Linked DNA regions of Oryctolagus cuniculus: region 1 is linked to region 2. A link is a contact called in public Hi-C data. All regions are on one chromosome and are shown on one strand. Each heading gives the region's core, a stretch centred on a gene start, on an enhancer-like site or on the middle of the called end of the contact. The rest is flanking DNA. Distances are from core to core; before and after follow the strand shown. Region 1 overlaps LOC138849312 (a long non-coding RNA gene). Region 2 overlaps BDH1 (3-hydroxybutyrate dehydrogenase 1).

The links. A called contact is a pair of places that touch in the nucleus more often than the background predicts.
Region 1: a contact with region 2 is called in a Hi-C map of liver, with 5 times the contacts expected there. The contact joins two enhancer-like sites. A contact is called at or near these places in 4 of 6 Hi-C or Micro-C datasets (ear pinna, liver, psoas muscle and 1 more).

What each region holds. Positions count from the first base shown.
Region 1 is chr4:83,997,329-84,003,340 of mOryCun1.1, forward strand. All of the region lies in intron 1 of LOC138849312 (a long non-coding RNA gene), which reads right to left. Among named protein-coding and RNA genes, the nearest start is that of BDH1, 26 kb to the left of the region's middle. Within about 2 kb of position 2,178, at least 1 of the 8 cell types and tissues checked has an H3K27ac peak or open chromatin away from gene starts, as enhancers often do.
Region 2 is chr4:83,943,204-83,949,681 of mOryCun1.1, forward strand. BDH1 (3-hydroxybutyrate dehydrogenase 1) reads right to left here. Exons shown (of 7, transcript XM_051818945.2): 5 at 1,533-1,674. Among named protein-coding and RNA genes, the nearest start is that of BDH1, 28 kb to the right of the region's middle. Within about 2 kb of position 2,103, at least 1 of the 8 cell types and tissues checked has an H3K27ac peak or open chromatin away from gene starts, as enhancers often do.

The DNA of each region.
Region 1 (6,012 bases), core at 928-3,427, 54 kb after region 2:
TAGAATTGGAGAGGAATACGGAAAACATGGATCCCAAAGAACTAGGATAAGAACCCAAGGAAGTAGCACGAAGACTTCAGGATAAGGGGAGCAGATGATGGGGCAGGGGGAGCTCTCCTGGGCTGCAGAAGGAAAGGGCTGGTGGTTAAGGTAAAACACAAGTCAGGCGTATTAACGTTGTCCGAACTCAGCCACGGTGATCTTCTAAACAGTTTTTGCAATCCCTGGACCCTAGGTACTGCATGCATTCCATAATACTCAGCCCATTTTCACCTTGCCAAAGACCATATGCTTGCCATTCAACCATTCAATATCGGCAATGCAGACCCACATGGTTCCGAACAAGGTTCTCATCACCAAATTCCTTTCTGTAGATGGATTTGCTGCCAGTGCTGCCACAGCATGTGATGTCCCCACCCTCGGAGGAGGTGCTGCCCAAGGACTTGCCCTCTATGGTGATGCCCAAGGACATGGTGGGGCTGACCACGCTGGCAGCAAGCAGCTCCTGAATCGCTGGCATCTGCAAAGTCAGATGAGGAACTCGGGTTTTGTTTCATTTTTATTTGTATGCTTGAGAGGCAGAGAGAGAGAGAGATGAACAGACAGAGAGAGGGATAGACTGTTGCTGGTTCACTCCTCAAAGCAACAACAGCTGGGGCTGGGTCCAGGCTCTCGAAGCTGGGAGCTGGGAGCTCCGCGCAGGTCTCTCGTGTGGGTGGCAGAAGCTCCACTACTTGAGCCATCACCGCTGCCTCCCAGGGTCTGCATTAGTGTGAAGCTGGAGTCGGGAGCCAGAGCCAGATACCGAACCCAGGTACTGGTGTCTGAACCACTAAGCCACATGCCCACCTACGGTTGAGAAACTCTTGATGACTTGCTTGCTTTCATGTTGAACAATTATTCTAGAAAAATTTAGGAAATAGAGATCACTAAGATAAGAGAGGAAAACTCTGGTCCCCTGCCTCCCCGCCCTCATGGCCCCTTATGTTCCTGCAACACTCTCTGGGGGTGACTGTTTTATCTCCTGGAGTAGACGTCCTTCTTGCTCCTGACCGTCTCTTCCGGGCCGTTCTCACACCTTCGAGAGCCAGATCCTAGGAAGGGCTTCACTGCTTACCTGGCCCGTGAACTCCCAGTCCCCATTTAATATGGAGACAGCAACGTTTTGGGTCTCTAGGAATCAACTGCAACTCGGACCCCATGTCCAAAAGCTCTCCAGATAGCTGGGTGCTCCCTTCTCCTCACTGTACGTCACCAAGGAGAGTGGCCGTGGGCCAAAGATTGGTGGGATCGTTGCCTTGTGTCCTTGCTACAGCATCGAAGAGCTTTTGTTTCTCCGGGAGATCAGCCGCCTCTTCAGTAGACGGTTTCAGATCTGAAAACTGGCTCAGTCGGAAAGTCAAGCACGGGGTTTTGTGTTTTGATTTTGCTCTGGGGCCCCCGGCCTCCTGCGGCTCTGCTCTTGTCTCTCTCTGGCTGTAGGTGCAGCGGCAGCTGTGTGGGCTGTGGCCCTGACCTTGCCCGTCACCGTGGCACCTGGCAGGTGAGTGCCTCCACCCAGCCTCTGTTCCTTGTCGGGGGGAAGGGGCAATCATCCCCATGCATTATGGTCAAAGCACACGATCACAGCAATTTAGCTTGAAGATCTTGATTGGCTCTGTTTTCAGTTCTGGAATTGAGCAACACTTCATTCCATAACACAGAATGGGTGCCCTGATGGGCTGAGCAAAGGTCGGTTTAATAGATGGAAAGGGGCTGAAGAAAGAAGAAGCCAAAAGTAGGCGACTGGTCTTTGCAAAGCTGCTTTCCTCGTGAGGCAGGGACAGGGAGCTGGAAGAGTTCTCCCAGAATAACTGGTTGGTTAGCACAGGCTGCTGCAGGCTGCCTTGCGTGTGAGGGGATTAGGGCAGAGGGCACTCCGCTATCAGCCCACTGGGAAATTTCGCTGTGTGTCTCTAATCCTGGTTTGTCTGGGGAGCTTCGATAAGCAGCGTGGTTTCAGTTCGCTGAGGCAGAGCTTCAGCATGAGCGAGTGTGTCTTGATTTTTCACCCAGTGTGTACAGGAGCTTAGTCCAAAACAATGGCCTCCTAAGACTTTTATTGAACAGCGTGGAGTCCAGCTCTGTGGTCACCTCACCCACCTAGCGACGGGGCGGCCCCTCCCGCCCAAGCATGCCTGGCCGCTTTGGTGAGCCCCATGCCCCTGCCCCCCCCCCCCAGCGGGCACCCGTGTCTCTGCTGGTCTCACACTGTGTATCTGCGCCTTTCATTCCTCCACCACCACCTGCCAGGGTCCTGCATTTCAGCACGCAGCATGGGCTCTGCCCTGCACTAAATAAAAACTGTGGAAGGTCATTGCTTTGGACAAAACTTCTGTGCACACCAGACTAAAGTCAAGTCACTCACGCTAGAATTCTGGTCACCAAGCTGGGACAAAATGGTTTCTCTAACCTCCCAAGAGAAACTGGGACAAGGGAGCTAAGAGCCAATTTCTCAAAAGAGCCAGTGTGGGCCCTTTCACCCAAAGCTGAGCTGGTGGTAACTGGTCAGTTGTAGGAGGGTTGTTGTGCCCTGGTGCCCTCCGATGGGGAGTGGCTGAGTGACCGGTGTGCTGCTCGCTCTTTATTTCTGCTAATTCAGCGCTGTCTGTCTGTAAACCAGCCTCCTGTGCCCCGGCCCTCAGAGCGTGCACTCTCTCCTGTGGAAGAGGTGTTGCCTGAGTCTAGAGCTGAAAACAGAGCCCGTGGGGCAGGCATCGTGGTGCAGCAGGTTAGGCCGCCGCTTGCAAGGCCAGCATCCCCTGTGGGCGCCAGTTCGAGTCCTCACTTCTGATCTAGCTCCATGCCAATGTGCCTAGGAAGGCAGCGGAAGATGGCCCAAGAGCTTGAGCCCCCGTCAGCCATGTGGGGGGCCTGGATGGAGTTCCCAGCTCCTGGCTTTGGCCTGGATCCTTGCAGGGCCATTGTGGTGATTTAGGGAGCAAACCAGTAAAGAAAAGACCTCTTTATTTCTCACCCTCCCTTTATCCCTTCCTATCAATCAATCAATAAATCCTTAATAAACAAAAGAAAGCCAATTAAGATTTTTTAAATGTTTATTTATTTATTTAAAAGGCAGAGTTAAAGGGGAAAGAGGTGGAGACACAGAGAGAATCTTCTATCTGCTGGTTCATCCTCCTACAAATGGTCACAGTGACCTGGGGTGGGCCAGGCTGAAGCAAGGAGCCAGGAGCTTCTTCCGGGTCTCCCATGTGAGCACAGGAGCCCAAGGACTTGGGCCATCTTCTACTGCTTTCCCAGGCCATAGCAGAGAGCTGGATCAGAAGTGGAGCAGCAGAGACTCGAACCCGTGCCCATAAAGGATGCCGGCACTACACCACAGCCCCAGCCCCAGCCCCAAATTAAGATCTTTAAATTGTTGCCCTGCTGTCCTTTGACACTGCCTCTGTGCTTCCAGAAGCCAGCGTGGAGTCAGCCTCGCCCCTGAGAGCCGTGCCAGGCAAGGTGTGAGGTCCAGTCCTAAGAAAGAGGCTGCAGTAGCAGAACCAGCTGGAAGAGAATCCCTGTGCTCCTGGAAGGACAGAGTTTCAGACGTGAGACAGAGCAGCGGCAAGCAAGGCAGCAAGGTTTAACGAGGCCCCGAATCCGCCAGCCCGACGGGCAGCAGCTCCTCAGATGCCTACAATCAGACTGGGGCTTACACGGCTCAGGGGCCCGCTCTCAAAGTCTCTCCTCCCCCTCCCTCTGCCTCTTGGGAAAAGGGCTTTCTTTGTGAAATCCACGCAATTGCTCCTGAGGTTTTCTTACCCTGGGGCACAACCTGTGGGCTTCCACTGGTTTTCTCACGGCGCATCACTCCCCTGCCAAGAGTGGCTGTGCAAGGACAAGAACTCGGCTCTGGAACCAACCCCGACAGACGGCTTGATGTGGATTCCAGGTCAGCCTCCCTCCCTGCGCTTGGAGTTCCTTTGCAAATCAACCCGAGACTGAACCCCCGTAATGGAAAGGCAAGGCCCAGCCTCTCGTCTGTCTCCCCGGGCCCATGGTGTCCTCGCCTGTCCTTTATGAAAAGGAGTTCACTGAATCGAGAGAACGATGCAGCTGGGCTCCGGAAGTCGTTTGCTTCTCCAACAGACAAAACCCTGTTGGCCACTGGTTTGTTTAGAGGAATTCCAGGTCTGGGGCAGACGTGAGCCCCCAGACCAACTGTGGCCCACCTGGCCACCCAAACATTCCAGAAAGAGCAGGGCACCGCTGACCAATCCAAGGAAGGCCACGAGCACCACTGACCGACCAGGAACTTGGACACAAGCTGATAACGCCCCTCTCAGCCCCGATTTCAATCTGTAAGAACCTTCACCCCTAACTCTCTGGGGAGCCCAGGAATTAAGCAACAGCTGCCCAGCTCCTTGCTCTTCCCTTTGCAATAAACACCTCCTTTCTTCCACCTCCCTGATGTCAGTGATGGGCTTTCTGCACAGGCCAATGGGCCCAGGTTTGGGGGGCTCTACAGCGACACCCCAACCAGTTTGGGGGGTTATTCTGTACCAACCTCTTACCAACATTAACTCACTAGGTTGAGGCCCCACAGGGCCCCTGATCACGAGGCACAGGCTCATTTCTCTCCTCTGAAGATAACAGCTTGAGAGTCAGCTTTGCCTCAACTGTTTTTCCAGGAACCCCAGGCCCTGAGCAAACTCCCACCTGCCTGATTCAAGTCAACTTTGGCATCATTAAAATTCCCCAAAGAATACATAATCCCTGACCAATCAAAGGACGGGTGCGAGCACCGTGGACTAATCAGAGACCTGCACGTGGGCAAAACAGGCACCTCTCAACCCCGACTTCTGGGTGTAAGAACCTTTACCCCAGCCTTCGGGGAGCCTGGGAATGTGGTGAGAACTCCGCGGTTCCCTGCTCCGTGCCTTGCAAACAAACACCGCCTTCTCCCCTCCCCCAGGTGTCAGCCGTTGGTTTGCTGTGCACCTTGCAAGGATGTTGAGGATCCTACAACAGTTTGAGAATCTTGACAAAGCTTTAGAGTGTAGAAGAGCTGTGTTGCAGAAAAAAAAAGAAAAAAGAAAAAAAAAAAGGAGGGGAACGCTCACTAGGCAGGAGCTGGTGACGTCCACATCAGGTCCAGTAAATTTCAAAATCACAGGTTTTCACTTACACTTGTCTCCACCTGCTACTCCTCTCCTGCTCTCCCTCCCGTCTATTGCCCTCTCTTTCAGCCACGAAGCCTTGCTGCAGGGCTCAGATGGAGGGCGCGTCAGCGCCCCCGCGTGGCCGCCCGCTGTGATGTGAGTAGGGTAGGCCCCAGCCGCCCCAGCCGTCCCAGCCGCAAGCCGCAAGCCGCATTGGGAAGAAAGTTTAAGAGTGCCTTGAGCAGAACAGAAAGCTCACTTGCGGTGGAAGACAGCAGGGCTGGTGACTTGCGGTCTATCCAGCCAGAGTTCTTTTCATTTCCTTTGTAGTTTATTTCTAGAAGAAAATCCCATGGTGGGGAGTTGGGGAGGGGGTAGGAGTTGAGGATTCTTTTCCCCGTGGAGAGAAATCTGTACCAAACACTGCTCTGAGTAGGTAAAGGTAAAACAATGTTTTTTTCAAAATTCTTTGAGAAGTTAATATTCTTTAGGGCTCAGATAAACTCTACTGAGTTGAAGATGTAAAAAACTCTTTGTAGAAAGAACAGCAGTTGATCTGAGCACTTTCCACAGAATTCTACATTCTGCACACATACAGCTTTATGCTTCCTGCAGACCTGATTGTTCTTTAAAAAAGAAATGGGGCTGGTGGATATGTAACTTAGTATGGTCATTGTGCAACACAGCATGGAGGTTCCTCAAAAAAAAAAAAAAAAAAACTACGCACAGAGCTACGAGCAGTCCCGCTGCTCGGGATCTATCCAAAGGAAAGCAAATCGGTATGTGGAAGAGGCTTCTGCATGCCGGTCTTTATGCAGCACGATTCACGAGAGGCAAGACATGGGGACAACCCGCGTCCATCAGC
Region 2 (6,478 bases), core at 853-3,352:
CGGATGAGGGCAGGGGGCAGGGAGGAAGGGCACGCAGCCCCGTGTCTGACGGGTTTCTTTTCTTTCTCAGACCTAAAAAAGTGTCCAGATCTTTCCCACAGACTGCAGTGTTGGCTACGTCAGGTGGGGGTGAGCTGTTGCAAGCCCTCCCTGGAACGCGCCGGGGGACACAGCGCCGGGGAGAACTTTGCATCAAGGCTGGCGCTGGGCCTTGAGCCGCCCCGCAGGGCAGGGGGCTCTCCGTGTGGCCCGGGGCTGCGGGCAGCTCCATCTGTGGCGGGGACCAGGAGCACGGCCCTGAGCAGCGCCGGCGAGGACGGTGCCCCTCCCAGGGCCGTGCGCGGCCGCTCCCTCGCCGCGGCCAGTGAGGAGGCGGCTTCCCGGCGCCGCGTGCTGCTCCCCCCGCCGATGCCCGCGGATCACCCCGGTGGGACTCCGCCCGCCTTTCCCGAGTGGGACCCGCACGCCGGCCCGCCTGTTAATTATGAAGCAGATGTCCCGCGAGGCCTGCGGCGCGCCGAGGGCCCGGGCGGGGGCGGCCCAGACCAAGCAGGGGTTGGGTCCGCGACAGGGGCTTGGAGACCCTGGCGTTTCAGCCTCGCTCAGCACGGAGAGCCCCGCTCAGGCGCAGGACGTCTGCCTTACTCCCTGCCCACCCCACCCCCAGCGGCTTAGGAGAGCTGGCCCCTGCAGATGTACAACAGAGCCCCTCTCCCCAAGCACCCCACGGCTGAACTGGGGGGGCCCTTGAGTCCTTAGCAACAAGAACCTCCTGCAGCATCCACTCCGCTGGCGCTGGCCCCTAAACCTCCTGTTCGGTTTAGCTTCTGGACCGCTGGCCCCAGCTTCGCCCATGGAGTCCCTCCCCCACTCCCAGCCTCGCCTCCCAGGGGCACCTGGTCTCCACCAGGGGGCCCCATGGGCACTAGGGCACGCAGGGTGGATACCTCTTGCCCTCCCATCTGAGCCACTGAGTCCCGCTATGATGGGCTCCTCCCCCTGTCCTCACCCCTGACCCCTCCTCTTTCCCAATGCCCACCTTAGGCCACAACTCTTGGATTCACACTCCCGCACGGAACGGTGCCATATGTGGCCTCTGCAGTCCCCAGAGTGAGCTCACGTCCAGCCAGCCCATTCCACTCAGGGCAGCCCCTGCAGGGGCTCCCTCGCTCGGCACCCAAGGCCTGGCCCACCTCCCTCTCCCCTCTCCACTAACCCTGAATGAGACCCAAACCTGTCCCAGCCAACAGAGCTGCTCCCACGGCTGTCCACGCTCCACTGCGCCGGGAACCACCTTGCCCGGTCTCTGCCACACTGACCGGCTTCCCACCCCACCCCCAAGGCTGCACCAAACCCTGTCTCGTGCTGCCCTGCCTCTCAGCGCACTGCTCCCTGATGGAGAACCCCCCCCCCACATACCGCAACTCAACCCCGGGGTCCACAAGAGCCTGTGGGCAGCATGGCGGCCAACGGAGTGGCCTCCGGGAAGGGTCCCTCCACACAGCCCCGCGCCCGCCCCCGCGGCCCCTGACCTTTCTCAGGGTCCTTCAGGCCCGCGCGCACCACCTCCACCGCTTTCTCCACCTCCTCGCTGCTGCAGACATTGAGCTGGACGGTCCGCAGCCGGTCGCTGTTCAAGCTGTCCAGCTCCTTGGCCCCAGCATCCCCCTTGTCCTGGGGAGGAAAAGAGTCTGTGTCATCATGCCGAGGGAGACGAGGAAAGAGGGACGCTGCCGAGCAGCCCCAAGGCCCTGCAAAGCCTCAGGCTGTGGATGCCCCTGGGCGGTGAGGACACATCCAGCACCAAGCACAGTGCCACGGCCACACCAGGAGTAGGGCAGAGACCTTGTCCCCCAGGCCTCAATGACAGGAACATGCGGTTCTCAGACAACAGGGAGGGGACGCTGGGGCCTAGAGCACGTGCCCGTTGCTGCCCCTGTGGGTACAGAAGCCCCAGCTGGCCAGATGCTTCGAGTTTTAAGCTGGTGTTGGCAACTTTTCACATTAAAAATAAAAACAGAAATGAAAAAAACCAAAACCAGTGTGTGGGCCAAAGTGCGTCCACGGGCCACATATGACCAGCAGGCTGCCAGCTGGCCACCTCTGTTCTCAGCCCAGGGCTTGGCGAGAGGCCAGAGCCTGCCTCTAAGTTCCAGTTCAGACCTTAGCACGGCTCTGTGCACCCATGTGTGTCCCTTTCACAGGTGCTGGTTTTTGGTTTTTTTTTTTTTTTCTGGCTGTAATGTAAGTACCCCACCCCCGGGGCCAGCCCTTGCAGATTCCTGGAATAAGGAAGTAAGCTTTTAAGAAACCTGTTTAACCACAGAGCGCAACTCGACTTCAGGTTTCACTGAACGTGAGAACTGCGTCTCTTGCGTGGCAATGGTTTCTCAGCCCTCTTTCATGGTCCCCGCTGCGCTGGGCACTGACGTCCAAACACCCCGCTGAAGGCGGAAGGGACACACACGGAGGGGCTGGAGCAAAGCAGTGACAGCTGAGGACGTGAAAAGAGGGGCCCTGGGGGTCGGGGCGCTTCCCGGAAGAGGCCACAGAAAGCCATCTGTTGCAGGCAGTGCAAAGACCTAGGAGCGGTGGATGCGAGGCTAGGAGGTGGGCAGGCGTCCGCTGGGGGGCACTGCTGAGCCGCCGGAGGGTTCTAATGAAGCGCCGACTTGGTTAGTTGAGTGTTGGCTAAGAGGGGTGCTATGCTGTGCCAAGCCCCCGATGGCCTTATCTCCTTGGCCCTCCTTTCTCGAGGCAGGGCTTGCTATGACACTTCATCCCAGTCTCTGACACAGGTTTTTATTTTTATTTCCCCCACAACAGGAATGAGCTACGTTTGATGTGAAAATTAAACTCTGCCAGTCGTAATTTAATTGGAAGCAATTTTTTTCTGAGCGGTGTCTGCAATCCTGATGTCTCCTCCGAGAGGGCTGGAGTGGCTGCCAGGGAATGCAGTGCCAGAGAAAAGCTTACTCTGCAGCCCGCAGTGCAAGCAACTGGCAGTGAGGCCAACAGCCCGGCACGGGCAAGCGTGGGGAGCTCAGGATGGGCGGCGTCTGTCAGGGGTGGGGCTGAGCTCCGGAAGTGGTTTGACTAGAAGGGCCCTGGTCCCAGGACTGGAGACGGCACCCTGCAGCATCACAGGGACGCAGGAGGAGGGGGTGAAGGGGCCGGGCCGGTGGGGGCCCTTGCACTGTGGAGGACTGGTCCGGAGAGAAGACTTGGGGGCGGGGTGGACATGGCTGTGGGGGCCAACTCATTCCATGAGAGCAGACCGAGGGCCAAGACGTCAAGTCCAACTCAAAGTGAGGAGCGACTGTCACAGTCTGGAGATGATATGGACCAGTTGGAATGTGTTCAGACAATGAGTAACGGGTGGTGGGATGCCGGTGGGGCACAGAGCAAAGACAGTCCAGGCATCACATGGGAAGTGGGCTGATCTCCCCATACCCTCCCTTCCATCCCTAAACTGTCATCCTCACTCATGGGCTTCCCACGAAAGGGCTCCAGCCAGCTCTTTAGAGAAGCCTCTGTGCAGCTGGGCACCAGGAGTGCCAGGTCCCCCTAGACCACCTCTGCGCACTGTGGGTGTCAGGTTTGGCCCTCAATTCTCCTGGGCAGCAGAGGGGTTGGTGCTGTGGAGCAGCAGGTTAAGCTGCCACCTGTGATGCCAGTGCCCTATGTGAGTGCTGGTTCAAGTCCTGGCTGCTCCACTTTCCATTCAGCTCCCTGATAATGTGCCTGAGAAAGCAGCAGAAGATGGCCCTAGTATGTGGGCGGCTACCACGCACATGGGAGACCCTGATGGAATACCTGGCTCTTGGCTTTGGCCTGACCCAGCCCTAGGCATTGAGGCCATTTGGAGAGTGAACCAGCAGATGGAAGATCTCCCCCTATCTCTCCCTCTCTCTCTAACTCTGCCTTTCAAATAAATAAATCATATACACACATACACATTTGTAAAATATAAAACTACCCTGTACTTTACAGTCACACCGACAGGGACAGAATGTCTGTTTGCCACACCCCAGCTTCCCAACCACCTGTAACCTGGCCTGTGGCTGCAGACTGTGGTGGCCTAAGCCCTTAGGGCTCTGCCTGTCCTTGGGCTAAGACCATGCTGTCCAGGTCACCTCCTCTCCACCCCCTCAACTGGCTCCAGGGTTTCTGGGGTCCACTCTGCAGGTCTCTGGGCCTGCTGTTCGGCACAAGCTTTCAAATCCTGCCGTGCTGATGCCTGTGTAACTTTATTATTTGTAAAGTTAATTTATTTATCTATTTGAAAGGCAGAGAGACTGCTGGTTCACCCCCCAAATGCAACAGCTGGGGTGGGTCAGGCTGAAGCCAGGAGCCCAGAACTCATCTCAAGTCTCCCATGTGGGTTAGCAGGGACCAAGGTACTTGAGCCATCATCTGCTTCCTCCCAGGGTTCACATTAGCAGGAAGCTGGAATTGGAAGCAGAGCCAGAACTCGAACCCAGATACTCTGATATGGGACGTGGCGTGCAAGGTGCTGCGCCAAACTCTCGCCCCTGCTGGGTTATGGACAAGCCCACTTCTTCCTCTCCCTGGTCTCCCCACCCTGGATGCAATCTCAGGCGAGCCTTGCAGCATTCCCACTCATTCTGTCGACAGAGTTTCTTCCGGCATCAAGCATCTGCTAAGTCAGCTGAGGCTGGACTGAAAACCCAAACTCGCAAACTTGCACCCAATGTCAAGCTTGCCCCACACAGGCCTGCCCCCAGAGCATGGTTTCCCACCACTTTCCAGCTGCCCTCCTCTCTGATTTCTTCCTGTGACCCCTCCAAGCTACATCTGGATGCCGCGAAGGAGGGGCAACAAACAACAGCCTCCCGAGGCTGGCTGTTGTCTGGTGTTGCTGCCTGAGAGGTGGCAGGAGCCCGGGAGCAGGCCCTTATTTCTCAGGGCACTTCTAAGATTCGGCAGGGGTCCTGCCATGGGACTCCTCCCACCTGGCACCATCTCCCTCAGCCCAGGCCTCAGCGACGTGCACTTCTGGCCAGCGCCGTGTGGTCTCACTCGATGATGACCGCAGGCAGCTCGCCCCGTAGTCCACACGGGGCCAGGATGCTGTGTCCCACTGGGGTAGAAGCACAGCCCTTCCCCTCTGCAGCTTCTGAGCTCTGTGTCCAGACGAGCCACTCAGCGTCATTCTCTAATGTAGGCATCGTATCCCGAGGCTCCAGACACCAGGCACACCTGGTGAGCTCTGCACGCCGTTCCCAGGAAGCCCACCGTTGACCTGAGATCAGAGGGAAATGCCATGGCCAGGGCTCTCCACCTCTCCTCCTCTCGTGTCCCAGTTTCTTACAGGTACTAAGACAGGTAAGGGGCAGCCCCTGGCAGAAAGGTTAGACAGCGTCCCAGCATGTTTTACCTGGCGGCCAGTGAGGCCCCCGGGTGCTTCTTATCACACATTAGAAGCACTGGGAAGAGAAGAGCAGGCCTGGGGTACTGTCACATTTCCAGGACGGGTAGGAGGAAGAGCTGGCAAAGGAGCTGGAGAAGAACCACGAGAGCGCGAAGTCACGGAACATAGCACTAGTGAGCAGGAGAGGGCCGGCTTGGTCCACAGCCGCTGCCGGGCCGATCTGATGCGGATGTCTGAGAAGTGGTCGAAGCGCCGGCTGGGCGCAGCGGTGCGCAGCGCCTGCCTGCTCTGCTCCTGCCTTCTTGTCCTAGCTCCCCCTCCCCCTCCCCCAGGGCGCTGGGCTTCAGGAACCTCAAACCACTAGCGTTGCCGGCTATGCCACCTCCACCCATCCCATGGGCCCTCCCGTTCATCCTTCTAGACAGGGAGGGGATGCTAGCCCCGTAAGTCATCCCCGTGTGGACGCAGATCTGCGCCTGCCCCTACTCTCAGCCACAGCGGCGTCCTGCTGCTCCTCAAACCACGGGGCCCACCCCTCTGTGCTTGGTGCTTGCCTGGACATCTGGGCATAAGAGCCCCGCTCCACCTTCCCAGCAATGTCCTTCTTCCCTCTTGAAAACTAAATATATACGCACCCCAACCCTTTCTTCTCCTCACCCCACAGAGAAGCAACATGCTATTCTTACTCCTCGTCTGCCTCTCCCAACCTCTGCCCTTGGAATAGAAAAGCTTTCATTCCCCTGTCATTGGCTGCATCTCCCAACAGTGGCTCATCACAGGTGCTCAACAAACCTTTGTTGAACAAGTGAACAGAGTGGGAGGGGCAGAGCCTGATCCTGTGCATTAGAAATGGGAGGGAACAATATGCAAATAGCCAGCAGAAACAACCCTCTGGGGCCGCTTTTCTACAAAGGGGAGTGGAGAAGGGGGAAGTAGCAACCCCAGGTTGCCCAGGTATGCAGGTCTGTTGCGAGTGGGGGTGTGCCAAAATGGTCCAGTAGGGGGAGCAGTTGATGTAAGAGCGTGGAGGCTTCTCCTGGATCCAAGTCTTTGAACTGGCCCAAAGCAATGAAATCAGAAGCC